Linked DNA regions of Mus musculus: regions 2, 3 and 4 are each linked to region 1. Evidence: chromatin contacts called from public Hi-C and HiChIP or PLAC-seq data. All regions are on one chromosome and are shown on one strand. Each heading gives the region's core, a stretch centred on a gene start, on an enhancer-like site or on the middle of the called end of the contact. The rest is flanking DNA. Distances are from core to core; before and after follow the strand shown.

Region 1 (3,132 bases), core at 432-2,931:
ACTCACCGTCTTGATAGTCATAATCCTAACAAAGAAAATGATAACCAGGTTTTCCTCAGTAGGTCTGCACGTGTGATATATTCCATGAACAAAAAGTTTTCTGATGTTAAGCATTAGACTTTCAGATCGAATTTGGAGAATAAATTGTTTTTCTGTCTTTTCTTGGAAGAGGCATCTGTTTGGAACCTAACAGGCTTCTCTTCTGTTGTGACTGGATGCTTTATGCTACTATTTTTCCAGTTCTGACCAAAACCCTCTTTTTCTAGAGGGACCCATAAAACTTGCATAGTGGCTTAGCTCAGAACTTTGAAATATACACCACAAATGGCTCCAAAGGTGCATATATCATTTGGGTTCTAGTGGGACTGGGGTGGTCTCAGTGTCAATGTATAAACACTCAAATTTTAATGGAAGGGTTTTTTTCTTTGTGTGATTTGTCTACAATGTCTCCATTAACTTCCATTTTTTTCCATGCTTGAATTGTACAATGATTTAAGATCTCATTGATGTGGTGTTTGGTCATGCCAACCAATGCAATGTGCCAGTTGGCTTCACTTGGAACTCTACATACTCTGCCTTGCTTTATTTAAATTTCAAACGTCTGAAATACCTATTTAAATGTTCCTTTGTTTTGAAGCTAAGTCCAGCTGGCAGTGACATGTGAACCATTATCTGGGAACTCCCACCAGCAACTAATATGTCAAAGTGAGTTACCAGATATAGTTAGTATCCGACCAGGTAATGATGATAGGACTCAGCAGCTTTAGTGGGCTATGCAGACAGTTCAAATAAGTAAATCTTTCACAATGCAGCAGTCTGGGCCTTTCCACCATGGACAGTTGGATGTGCCTGGAGTTCTTAAATTTATAGCACTGTTGTTATTAGTTCAGCTGTGGATTTTCTGACCTTGTGTGTGTGTGTGTGTGTGTGTGTGTGTGTGTGTGACACGCTGCTGACTCCACTTACTGTTGTTGCTCTTATGTCTACCATTTATGCTTGGATCACCCATTGGGGCACTCAGAGATTAAGATCTCATAATGCTCTTGCAAGGAAACCAAGTTATTTTCCAACCAACATTGAAGACCTCATAGCCATCTGCAATTCAAGCTTCAAGGAGGATCTTCTAACACACCCCTGAACTCTACAGGTGCCTGCACTCATGTGCACAAACCCATTCACACACATAACACATAATTTAAAAATAGTTTAAAAAAAAAGAATCATTCCTTACTTGGGTGGTAGTGGTTCATTCCTTTAATCCCAGCATTTGGGAGGCAGAAGCAGGTGTTCTGAGTTCAGTTTAAGCCCAGCCTAGTCTACAGAGGGAGTTTCAGGACAGACAGAGCCACATTGAGAGACCCTGTCTCAAAATTTAAAAAAAAATTAAAACTTTTTAAAAGTCTTCCTTAAAAGAAATTGAAAAGTCAGAAAGTTTTCATGAGATACTGAAGCAGAGAAAAAGCCCACGGATCTGGAAAGAAAAGTGTGTGACATGGGAGGCATACTGAAAACCGACGCTGAGGGAGTACCCCAGGGGACACTGAAATAGTGACATCCTCTTCTAATCAATAAAGCCTTTTTAATGGACATCCTCTACCGTGGCTTCTTGGGATAGCATGACTTCCTTCTACTGGCTTTCAGATGCTAGGGTGTGGACATGTGGTCATGATGTGAGTCACAGTGACACACAGGTCTCTCACATAGTCTCCACCCCAGAACATCTACTAACAAGGACTTCCTTAGGGTGCTTAAAACCAGGGCACATGACTCAATGGAATAAGATTGTCCAACATGGAGTTTAGGGGGAGTTTTGCTCAAATATAACTTTCTTTTTCTCTTATACCCTCAGTACATCAACTTCCTTGTTAGTTAAGACATTTGAAAATCCCTGGGGAAGGGATTCTCCATCTAGTTAAGGTTCATCATCTAGTTAAGGTTAGAAGTGGTTGGTAGGCAGTCATGTTCCTGTATGTTAGAGAGGCAATTATCTAAGCTTTCGCCAGAGCTTTCTTTGCCAGGGAAAGGTAATAGCAAACACAGTGCCTAGGGATGACTGACTTAAAACAATCGGAAGTACACATGACTTTTAGAACACAGAAAGAGCTGTACTGAGCCATCTTTCAAGATTTCCTTTGCCTTCTTCACAAGACCAAACTGGTCAATAATTCCGTAGTGCCCCTACTATCAGAGTCTAACATTTATTAAAGGCTACTAGGACTGTGGTATTACATTTACTTCATCTGCCTTCAAGAGTTCCATTTCTGATGGAAAGCCACTGAGTGAAAAGGTACATCAAAGATCTGAAGACATTTATAAGGTTCACTACAGTGAAAGACTTGCCATGTTTGGTAGCTAAGTGTGAAGTGGGTAGGTCATAAAGAGCATTTTCACTAACCAGTTTAATGTATACCTTTAGGTATTCTAAGAACAGTTCCTAAACTGTACTGGGTACTATTTCTAGATGCCACAATATCACACTTAACAAGTCAGACAAAGTCCATCCAGACTTTTTCCTTGCCTTCCAGACATAACAGTCTACTATGCCAACCATGAATATAAGATGTTACAGATTGCCATAAGGGGGTCACAAGGTTATAACATGGGTTAAAACTCTGGGAGTTGGGTAAACAATGCTTGGTGGAGGAGGTTCATGCGAAGAGAAAGCAGGAAGATAAGACTTCCAAGAGGAGAAGGCACCACTGACGTAAAGTGTATGGATAAGAGTAAGGCCAAGGATGTTTTGTTAGGCCACAACAGACACAATTGAAGTATGAAAATGAAGATGGTGGTCATCATTGGTGCTACGACTAGGGTGGAGAGAATGGAGAGAAAGTGGTGCTAAAACTGAGGAAGGATGTTGAGATTCCAACCTTAGAGAATGAAGCTCATGAAGGTTGTGTCTCTACCCTAGCACATGATACCTCAGGCCTCCTCCCTTGCCTACCGCTGGCTCTGGTGGCCATTAAGTTAAATGGATATGTTTTCTCTGCTGCTACTTTTCTGCTGACATGCTTGCCATAAAATCCTCTGAGAACAGACTGTCTGTCATACCTCTCTGCATTCAGAGAGCCTGCTTTCCCTGTTTGGCAACAGGAAATTGGTGGATATTTGGGCTGGTGGTAAAAGGATATG
Region 2 (3,132 bases), core at 247-2,746, 120 kb after region 1:
AAATTAACTGCTATAGTGTATACAAAGGGCATAGACGCGTACTTGGTGAGTTCCTTGTCAGTTTCGGCTGTTACTGCACGCACAGACAGACGCACTGCCACGACTCAGATCCTCAGGGAGCTACGACATGGCTGCTTGAAGTGCCCCATTTCCTCAATGATAAAATGGACAGAGTAATTCTGCTTACTCTGTAGAACTGCTACAAGAATCCAGTATGATCAGAAGAGAGTCTAGCACATGCTAAATTCTCACAGACGTAACATAATTTAACGGTATTTTAGGAAACCTTCAGTCATTATGCAGTTGTTAACGTTTATGAGTTTGGACATGATATATAATTCATTTATACATTGTATAATAATCAGAGTCCAATTAGTTTGTAGAATCTATCTAGAATTTCTTCGTAGAGAGAAGATCCTAAGTGTCCTTTGCTATTTTGAAGTTCATCATACCTCACTGCTAATTTACAGCTATCAAGTCTTGTGGTAAAACACCAGAATTTAAGCTGTCTCACTAACTTTGTATTCATTGACTGAGCTGGTCCCTCTTCGCTCCCGTTCCCATCCTTCCCAGCCTCTGCCAACCAACCTTCAGTCCGTTACTTTAATAAAATCACCTTTAATTTATATTCCAAATGTGAGATCGTGTCCTGTTTGTCCTTCTGCTTCTGGTCTATCTCATTTAACAATATTGAGTAAGTTTGTCCATGTTTTACAAACAAAGGAATTCTACTCCTTTGTGGCTGGATAGCGTTCCATTGTGTATGTATACCATGTTTTAAAATTTATTCATCTATTGATAGACACTTAAGTTGCGTTCACATCTTGCCCATTGACTGTACCTTTGGTTACACAGTTCAGTAATGAAATTGCTGAATTGTAGACTTCCTTTTTAACTATTAGCTTGTGAAAATAGCAGCACAGATTGAGATTATTAATACTGGGACACATACATACATACATACATACATACACATATATGATTAGATATTTTAAGTAAGGGAAAAGATAGGATCTCATTTTTTCTATCTCTGCCTCCCTTCTTCTCTCCTTCTCTCCCCCCCTCTCTAGCTCTGTATAAAAAGTAGGAAATGCAGATTCTGGAAGCGCCACCGCCTCAATGCATGTAAATTAATTAATTGGTTCATGAATTCAGGTGGTATGGATTACAGTTCAGTGCTAACTAACAAAAATGAGGCTGAAATAAAGACCTTTCCCCTCGCCTGACTGGGACAAAGTTTATTATTTTTTATCAGTTACTAAAGTAGTGACCTACTATGGAATTGCTCAACCACTGTATACCCTTCTCAGAAACAATGTTCTCTGAAAAGAGATGTCTAAACCGCTAGAGCATGTCCCATTATGGGAAAAACAGGTGTGACTAAAGGTGAAGGCACCTGAAACTAAATCCAGACCAAGAGCTGTGTAGCTAAGGCAGCACAGCTGTGCAACTTCCAAAAGGATTTGTGGGATAACACTGCCACCCCTTGGACAGAAAAAAACCCAGGGAGTTCGTAGCTTCCTTTATTATGGTACTCGTATGCCCCCTCTGGTAGATGCAGTGTTTGAGAGCATATAAAGAATTAAAAAAGGAAAACATCTCTGCTATTTAGCGAGCCGATAAAAATGCCACCCTACTTCCCAGCTCTTTGAAAGTTTGTGTTTGAAAACCCTTTTCTTCCCGGACCTTAAAGGATCCTTGTTCTATTGCGCCCTCTGCCCACTAGAGCCTTCAAGCTCCCGTGGAAGAATGAAAGTCGCCATCATTTTACTATGTTCGATTTAATTCTCAACTGGATTGTTATCACAGCATGGCAGTAATTATTTACAATACAATTTTATAAATGTATATACATCGTTATGAGGTCCAATGTGATTCGTTGACTCATATATACATCATTTTAGTGATTAAATCAGGATAATTTGCACACGTAGCTAACATTATCATCTGTTTGTGATGAGAATGTTAAAATCCTCTATCGATCTACTTTGGAATATGCAGTACCTTGCTGTTAGCAATGATCACTATATTGTACAGCAGTGCCAGATTGAGGGCAATTAGTATTGTAATGTTGTCTTTTATGAGATCAACTTTTTCTACCCCACATGTGTGGTTCCTCTGGAAAATGGTACTTAATAGAGAAGACGCCTTAAGAACTGGAAATAGTTCAGTGTTCCACGAGATGGCACTTGGCTGCTAACTGATGAATTACACTAAAGGTAAGGGACCTGGTGCTATCCCCCATTGCTAGCAAACAAGTGACAGTTAATTTTGGCTGGGCTTCAGGCTGGAGAGACAGTCTAGAATTGCCTGCCAGCATTATTGAGACCCCAGACATGCATACTGTGAGGTTGTAAGTCAGAAAATCAAAAAAAAAAAAAAAAAAAACAGTAAAGGGTTGAAAGAAATAAGTATACAAACTGTCTTCTAAACATGCATGTCTCTACCCATAGATAGAAGAAGAGATTAAAAAATGGCCCAAGTGCTGAGCTTGTGTGCAGTCAGTCCTAGAGGAGACACATCTATATCACTGCCCCCTAACACACACACACACACACACACACACACACACACATACACACACACACATACACATAAGGCTCAGGAATGAGATACATTGATATCAACACCCCCCCATACACCCACATATCTAAGGCGCAGGGATCATTGTAGAAAACGCAGTAGCAAGAGCCAGAGGATGGAGAGTAGAGCTATGCAATGCTGTCTGCCAGACTCTGCATGGCTGCCTCACTCATAAACTCACACCAGCTAGTGCACGAGACCTGCACAAGATCAAGCCAGTCACAACTCCAGCAAAGAAGAGGGAGGGGCACACATGGGTAAGAGTGTCTAGGGAATGCATCCCTACCTTTGGAGCTTTTGGCTGACAGCTGCTGAAGCAGGAAGCTTTAAACTTCTTTGGGAGAAAGGCTGCTGCTAGGTTGTCCCTGCCTCTGTGGACAGTCTCACACCCATGTCCATATGGGCAGCAATAACTGGACTCAGTGGGTTGCTAAAGAACAAAGACATGAGGTTGGGAGGGAGATGTGTTGTGGGGTACTGAGGGAGGTAGTAGGGGTGGACATGGTCAACTTGCATTGTATACATGTATGGAATCTTCAAAGAATATTT
Region 3 (3,132 bases), core at 206-2,705, 110 kb before region 1:
TGCTTTCAAATGTGTGCTATGAAAGTTCCACTGAAGCCATTATTTTGACAAAGCATTGTCTCACCAGCTTTCCTCGGGTGGTATCTAAATGCTCAGGTGATGATATAAGTGACAGAATTATATTGCAACAGTTTTATACAAAGGCAGCTGCAGCCCATGTGTGTAAGGCTCCAGAGCAAATGGGTGAGAACTGGAGGGTCCTGATGTGAGGACCATGTGCACTGACTTCCCCAGGATAGCCCTGGAACACATCCTTTAAACTGTGCCTCGTCAGCTTCGGTCGATTAAAACAAGTCCATTTTTGTGAAGGGAATTAGGCCCAAATTACTAACCATCATCCTGCTTGTCCCTGTTAGCAGGTAGTGTTTACCAGAGAGTTGTAAACTGCACTTACTGAAGAGCACAATCCTGTTTTGAATTTGAATTTAAAGAGTTCTTTTAAAACTCGATTCCCTGTAACTGTTTCTGTTTGTTTGTCTGTTTTAAACGGGCTGTTTCTATGGGCTTCAGAGAAGCAGAGTTCCTGTAAGGATGGTTCTTGTGTTGAAAATAACCTTTTTTTTTTTTTTTTTTTTTCTCAAAAATTTCACCTCTGCATAATTTTGCTGAATTACAGTGCTTACAGGTGGCAAATCTGTTCTCAGGAGAGCACAGCTGATTTGCAAGTCATGATAAAGATCTCTGATTGCGATTAAGGGAGCAGACTTCATTGCTTGATGGGCATTTGACTTACAGAGTAGAAACTCAGCTCTAAAGCCCTCTTCTTTGTTTGGAGTTAGCAATGTAGTACTCTGCAGGAGCTTATCTAACTGCTCAGCCACTTCCTCTTTCATAGTATTGGCCCAGAACTGACTCAAGTTATTCTGACCCAGCCCATTCCCAGTGACCTTTAGAAATGATGTTTGAGGTTTTGTATTTCTAAGGAGCCAAGTCAGCATTTTAAAAAGCCCTGATAGATATAACTCAGTCTGCTAGCTGCGACCCGAGGCCAAGCTGGTCCAGGGTAATTATCCCTCCTCTCAGCATAGATCTACCCCAGGCCTGACTTGTGCTGTTCTCTGGAGAGATGGGGTGGAGTGTGCGGGGGCCCCAGGCTACCTTCACCGTAATGTTAGAGTACTTTTGCAAGATCCTAATCCCAAGCAGCTGTCTCCAAAATGCAATGTCATCTCTGCAGTGGATCAAGCAGCTGCATGTAACAACTCATACAGATGTGTATGGTCTGTGCCCCTCTTCACTAAGCTTATGGTCTAATTAACAGAATATGATTAACATCTTATACTCCGATGCACAGTATCTTTAAGGAAAGCAAAGTAAGTGGCTAGAATATTAAACATGGATAATTCTACTTTTAGATATTCCATCCAGTTGTTTGGGCGTTGTGACTAAGAACTACTACATTATTTTACTTGACTTTTACCACTAAAAACAAAATATCCATGTTAAACAATGAGTCAGATTGGAAGATTTTTTTTTTCAGTCTCGTTACCAAAGTAAGAGTACAAAGAAGTGGGGGTAGGTAGGTATCATGTATTGAAAGTTAGACAATCCACTAGGGTAGCCAGTACAAATCCTCATCAACTACTGGAAGAAATAAAGACACTGTTATGATAAAATGTTGAAGGTATCTTCCTGGAAGGGAAATAATAACAGGAGTGTAGGAGCTCAGTACAGTTGTCAAACCAAGGGGCAGTAATGGCGTAAGCCAGGACAAGCTAGCAAGGGGCAGTAATGGCGTAAGCCAGGACAAGCTAGCAAGGGGCAGTAATGGCGTAAGCCAGGACAAGCTAGCAAGGGGCAGTAATGGCGTAAGCCAGGACAAGCTAGCAAGGGGCAGTAATGGCGTAAGCCAGGACAAGCTAGCAAGGGGCAGTAATGGCGTAAGCCAGGACAAGCTAGCAATGGAACCATGAGAAGTGAAGGTGAGTCAACACTAGGCCTGTTGGGAGATCACGTCAGAAAGTTCTCTCCAAGCCAAATGACTCCAGGAACCTAAAATAGACACAGAATTAAGCAATAAGATGTGACAGGGGTAACATTGCTCAGAGATTGTAGGATGCCTAAGGGGTACGTCACTAGGCCAAAGGTTCATCCTATAAGGGATGAAATGATCTTTTGAGGTCTGGTGCCATTACAAGGAGAAGAAGGAAATGAGTAACCGGAGTTAGAAAAGTCATTCTGTGAGCTTCAGAGATTGGGTAATAAGGCCATGTGTACAGTCCGTGTGGCTGTTGGTTTCATCCAGCTTTCTGAGGCTACACCAGAGGCTTCGCTTAGAAACTTATTTACTTAGCCAAGCAAAGACAAAGCAATTCAGTCGCAAACTTGAAAATCTATACAGTCTGTCAGGTTTATGATTCGTTGTTAGGGCTTGGGCTTTATTGCTGGGAGGTGCTGAGGAACACACGAGTCATTTTCCATATGTTGGCTTGCTTACTTCATGTCCCTCCAATCAGATGGGGCCTTAGTGCCACCGAGATCTGCTTTAGACTAAGACTAAGCTTTCTCTGCCCTACCTCTGTGCTACCCAGAGAAGACAGGAAGGCCCCTGGATCAAGTGGCTAACCAAACTCGCCCCCCCCCCCATGTTGGGGACAGGTCTGTCCAAGGTAAGAGGTGAGATACTCAGTAACTGTAAGGTGGAGAAAGAAAGTTCCAACTGAAGGGAGCTCTGGAATGTCTTCAGATGGAAGCTGGAAGCTGACAATTCTTCTCCCACAGTCCTGAGTCCTCCCAGTTCAGAAGATGATAAAAGTGTGGCTGAAATGAGTTTCTGTGTGCCTTAATGTCTTGAGGTCCAGGGCAAAGCCATGTCCTAAACCTGTCAGAGCAAGCAGTGGCTTTTCTGGGCTCAGAGCCTTTTCAGGTGACGGGTTTTCACTTTTAAAATCAGTTTGTAGGAAAAGAACGGAGGGCAATGTAGGGAAATCCAAATGTCCCATCTAAGGCTTCAGTGACGTGGGTTGGGAGAGTGGTGAGGGAGAGGGATGTTTGGACAGTCCCACCAGGTAGCTCTGGCTGGCCTAAAACTTGCTTCCTCTACCAGGCTAGCCATGAATTTGGTCTGCCTGCCTCAACCTTCCAATCACTGGGATTCCAAGCAAGAGCCAGCACACTGGGCCACTCTTCTGG
Region 4 (3,132 bases), core at 333-2,832, 89 kb before region 1:
TTTGACAAGTCTTCTCTCAAAGACACTGAGAAGCTACACAAGTGTTCTCAAATCAAGAATAGCAGCTACCCTAGGCATGGGAGACATCTAACTACTCTCTGATCCAGAGTGACTTTCCTCTTGTGTTTCTCAGGGCACAATTCAGTTAAGGTTTTTTGTTTGTTTTGTTGTTTTATTTTACTGGGTACAGAAGGGAGACTAGAACAGAACCACACCAAGTAGATTGCTCCCCTTTAACGACCATCACTGTCAGTCTGATGACTTGACAGCGTGAGCACTTTGAAAATGTGTCTGTTGTCGAAGGAAGTCTGGCTGCTGGGCATCTGTGTGTCATCAAGCCTGCTTCTTGTTACCTCCTGGAAAGAGGTCCAAATACAAATCGCCACTCTGATGACCTGGCTTTCTGAGTAGCTGAAATCTCCCAGTGCTTTGATAAGAAGACAAGGGGAAGCAATCCAGTCCAAACTGCATTTATATACCTTATCTGAAGGTATTCAGTTTATTTCAAAATGTTTCTGAGCATTTGCCTAGCATGTATGGTGTTCTGGACTCAGATAAATCATTCCATAAATATGTGTGTGTGTGTGTGTGAGTGTGTGTATATGTATGTATATGTATATATGTGACTCTGTGTGTGTGTGTGTGTGTATATATATATATGTGTGTATATGTATATGTATACATATGTATACATATACATACATATATATATATATGATATAGGTTTATGTATGTGTACACACACACACACTCACACACACACACACACACACACACACACACACACACAGAGTCCTGTGTCTCCCATGTTTCCTGTGTCCTCTCATTCCAGAAGTACTCCTTTCATAAATTGTGTATAATTGCTCCTGCTATCTAAAAATGACAGTGGAAAATTACATCCCAGTGGTGGGTTTTCTCTTTGGGTAGCAACAGTTTACACAGTTCCACAGATGATTTGAGTGTGTTCAGCCTTCATTTACAAAGTAGAAAAAGTTCAACAGAGCCCATGAGGACAGCATTAAAAAGAATCCCTATAGACAAGCACTTCAGACACTCATTACCACACAAGCCATCAGTGGATTAACTCTAACAAGCCAAATGCTTGCAGAGGCCACAGGCTGCTTAGATGCAAATAATGCAAATAATAATATGCAAATAATTCAGAATCAAAACTGGCCTTGGCCTTGGCCCTGGCCACAGGCTGACTTCTATCCAGCTACTTTTATTGCTTTCACAATGGACTGCGTTAAAAGGCACAGTGGTCCCCTATCTCTTCAAAATGGAGTGTTCGGAAACTAGATACAAAGTCATTAGACATTTGAAGTTTTAGCATTTCATTTGTCTAGAACCCCTAGGAAATGATCTAGAAGAAAGTGATTTTTTTTTTCACAGTAGTAAGTTAGGAAAGGCAGAATTTGAGGGTGTGTTTTCCATTATTTTAATGAAGAAAACCAACGCATCTTTTTTCAGGAAGAAGTTGCAAAATAAGGCTCCAGAAATAAAAACTACGTGCATACATCCACAGTAATCTCTGAGCCGGATGCCAAGCCCCGCCCTGAGGCCATGTGAATTTTTCTCTTGTGCGTTTGTCAGCCTGAGTCCAAGTCATCTTATTCTTGCCCCACTTCTGTCTGGTTTTGGTTAGTTGCTTCTTGGCATTGCTTCCGCTGGAGCTGAGGGCGTCTGCTCTTTTCTTCTTCCCCGCTCTCATCCCTCTTCTTTTTCTTTTCATTCCTTTCAAAATTTCTCTTTTGGTGTTCTTCCTCTAGATTCCCATAATGACTCAGGGTGGGGGTGGGGGGGGAGAAGGAGGCAAAATGAGATTAAACAGCCTCCCACGCCCACACTGTCCCTCCCCATCAGATATTCACCCAAAATGTAAAGAGCAGGCTTCAAGGAACAGCCTCAGATGGTTCTGGAGTGCAAATGTACACTTGCCTGGTCCACTCCTCTGCAAGAAGCCATAAGCTCTCTCCCCCAGCCTTTGCTCAAAAAACGGATCCTACTCCGGCCTGACACCCCTGCACTGCCATTTTGTGTGAAGGGTTTCCATCAGGACAATCCTTCTGCTTTGCTTTTAAAAATTAGCAATTTGAAATCCAGAGAGTCGGTTATTGTATCCATTTATTTTTAGAACGTGCTTTTATTGGAATGTTCAAGTTGTGGAAAATCACGTGACCACAGATAGACCTAAAAAGAAGAGATGTTTCCCCGCCCTGAATTTAAGCAAACAAGTTTTGTACATATATGGAATATGTTCTAAAGATCACTGCACCGTTATCTTCATCTTTTTTTTTTTTTTTTTTTTTTAAACTGGGCTTTTGCTATGGATTGCATCTGGAGTAGTTTCCGCCAATGAGTGATCAGCCTTTGGAAGGGCCACTTAACAACAGAACGCACATGCTTCGGATTAGCATGTGTGTGTGGGTGTGTGGCAAAGTCATTCCCCCTAATAAATTGACAGTTAGTTAAACTTGAATCAGCCTTACAGTTTAATGGTACAGTAGAAACGGAACTGTTTCTAGCTCACACACATTCTTTTTTTTGGAAGAACTACAGGGAGCCCCCCCCCCTCTTTTCAGATAACACTTCAAGTGAGAGATTCTTTCCTCTCTCCCTATGGGCTAGGCCAGAGTTTTCTCAGAGCTACGGAAACAGCCTTTTGCTGGTGGTATGTGTAAGATTTATAAGCAAAACCAACATCTCCACTGTGTATAAAAATTTCTAAAACTGTTATGGGGCTTGTAAGATGTACTCCTGTGATTGGGTAGCTTGCCTGATAGATGTCTTATGATTCACTCCTAGTTCTCACCCTACTGACCAGCCCCCCACCCCACCCCCAAAAACCCACCTAAAAGTTCTCAGCGACTAAATGGAATTAACACACACAAGTGCAAAGACTGATGGGAGAGAAAATCCTCTCTAGCGTCTAAGATGAGAGTTGTGAACTGGAATTACTTGGCTCAGCTACTTGCAGGAAAAAAAAAAATGTCCAAGCCTTCTTTTGAGTTGAAGTCTGGGGAATGTCACCCTAAATCGCTTCACAGTCATTCCACTGAGGACTCTGAAATGTCCCGTATCACACCACTGACAGGCAGGCAAGCTCAGCAGAGACGATCAGAGCTGAGGGCT

Evidence for each region. HiChIP or PLAC-seq counts read pairs in DNA pulled down with a chosen protein or histone mark. Hi-C and Micro-C count contacts between places; a contact is called where the count stands out from the background.
Region 2: a Hi-C map of muscle stem cells shows a contact between it and region 1, with 4 times the contacts expected there. The contact joins two enhancer-like sites. A contact is called at or near these places in 11 of 39 promoter capture datasets (the 3T3-L1 cell line, 3T3-L1-derived adipocytes, cranial neural crest and 6 more), 1 of 15 datasets of contacts at CTCF or cohesin (liver), 24 of 484 Hi-C or Micro-C datasets (3T3-L1-derived adipocytes, the C2C12 cell line, LSK cells and 14 more), 3 of 115 datasets of contacts at active chromatin or transcription factors (craniofacial prominence, fibro-adipogenic progenitors and neural progenitor cells) and 3 of 9 other capture datasets (adipose tissue, embryonic stem cells and pancreatic islet).
Region 3: a contact with region 1 is called in a CTCF HiChIP or PLAC-seq map of the NIH/3T3 cell line, with 12 read pairs. The contact joins two enhancer-like sites. A contact is called at or near these places in 3 of 39 promoter capture datasets (the 3T3-L1 cell line, 3T3-L1-derived adipocytes and liver), 1 of 15 datasets of contacts at CTCF or cohesin (the NIH/3T3 cell line) and 3 of 484 Hi-C or Micro-C datasets (embryonic fibroblasts, macrophages and nephron progenitors).
Region 4: a contact with region 1 is called in a CTCF HiChIP or PLAC-seq map of the NIH/3T3 cell line, with 19 read pairs. The contact joins two enhancer-like sites. A contact is called at or near these places in 7 of 39 promoter capture datasets (the 3T3-L1 cell line, the HPC-7 cell line, embryonic stem cells and 3 more), 1 of 15 datasets of contacts at CTCF or cohesin (the NIH/3T3 cell line), 4 of 484 Hi-C or Micro-C datasets (embryonic stem cells, nephron progenitors and uterus), 1 of 115 datasets of contacts at active chromatin or transcription factors (heart atrium) and 1 of 9 other capture datasets (adipose tissue).

What each region holds. Positions count from the first base shown.
Region 1 is chr1:163,271,905-163,275,036 of GRCm38.p6, reverse strand. The region is part of intron 1 of Prrx1 (paired related homeobox 1); the gene reads left to right. Among named protein-coding and RNA genes, the nearest start is that of Gm20471, 6.6 kb to the left of the region's middle. Within about 2 kb of position 1,681, at least 23 of the 459 cell types and tissues checked have an H3K27ac peak or open chromatin away from gene starts, as enhancers often do. A contact at or near this core is called in the NIH/3T3 cell line, embryonic fibroblasts and muscle stem cells, where this site is marked.
Region 2 is chr1:163,149,010-163,152,141 of GRCm38.p6, reverse strand. No RefSeq gene overlaps it. Among named protein-coding and RNA genes, the nearest start is that of Gm22434, 32 kb to the right of the region's middle. Within about 2 kb of position 1,496, at least 27 of the 459 cell types and tissues checked have an H3K27ac peak or open chromatin away from gene starts, as enhancers often do. A contact at or near this core is called in muscle stem cells, where this site is marked.
Region 3 is chr1:163,381,509-163,384,640 of GRCm38.p6, reverse strand. No RefSeq gene overlaps it. Among named protein-coding and RNA genes, the nearest start is that of Gm24940, 19 kb to the left of the region's middle. Within about 2 kb of position 1,455, at least 114 of the 459 cell types and tissues checked have an H3K27ac peak or open chromatin away from gene starts, as enhancers often do. A contact at or near this core is called in the NIH/3T3 cell line and embryonic fibroblasts, where this site is marked.
Region 4 is chr1:163,360,866-163,363,997 of GRCm38.p6, reverse strand. No RefSeq gene overlaps it. Among named protein-coding and RNA genes, the nearest start is that of Gm24940, 40 kb to the left of the region's middle. Within about 2 kb of position 1,582, at least 52 of the 459 cell types and tissues checked have an H3K27ac peak or open chromatin away from gene starts, as enhancers often do. A contact at or near this core is called in the NIH/3T3 cell line, where this site is marked.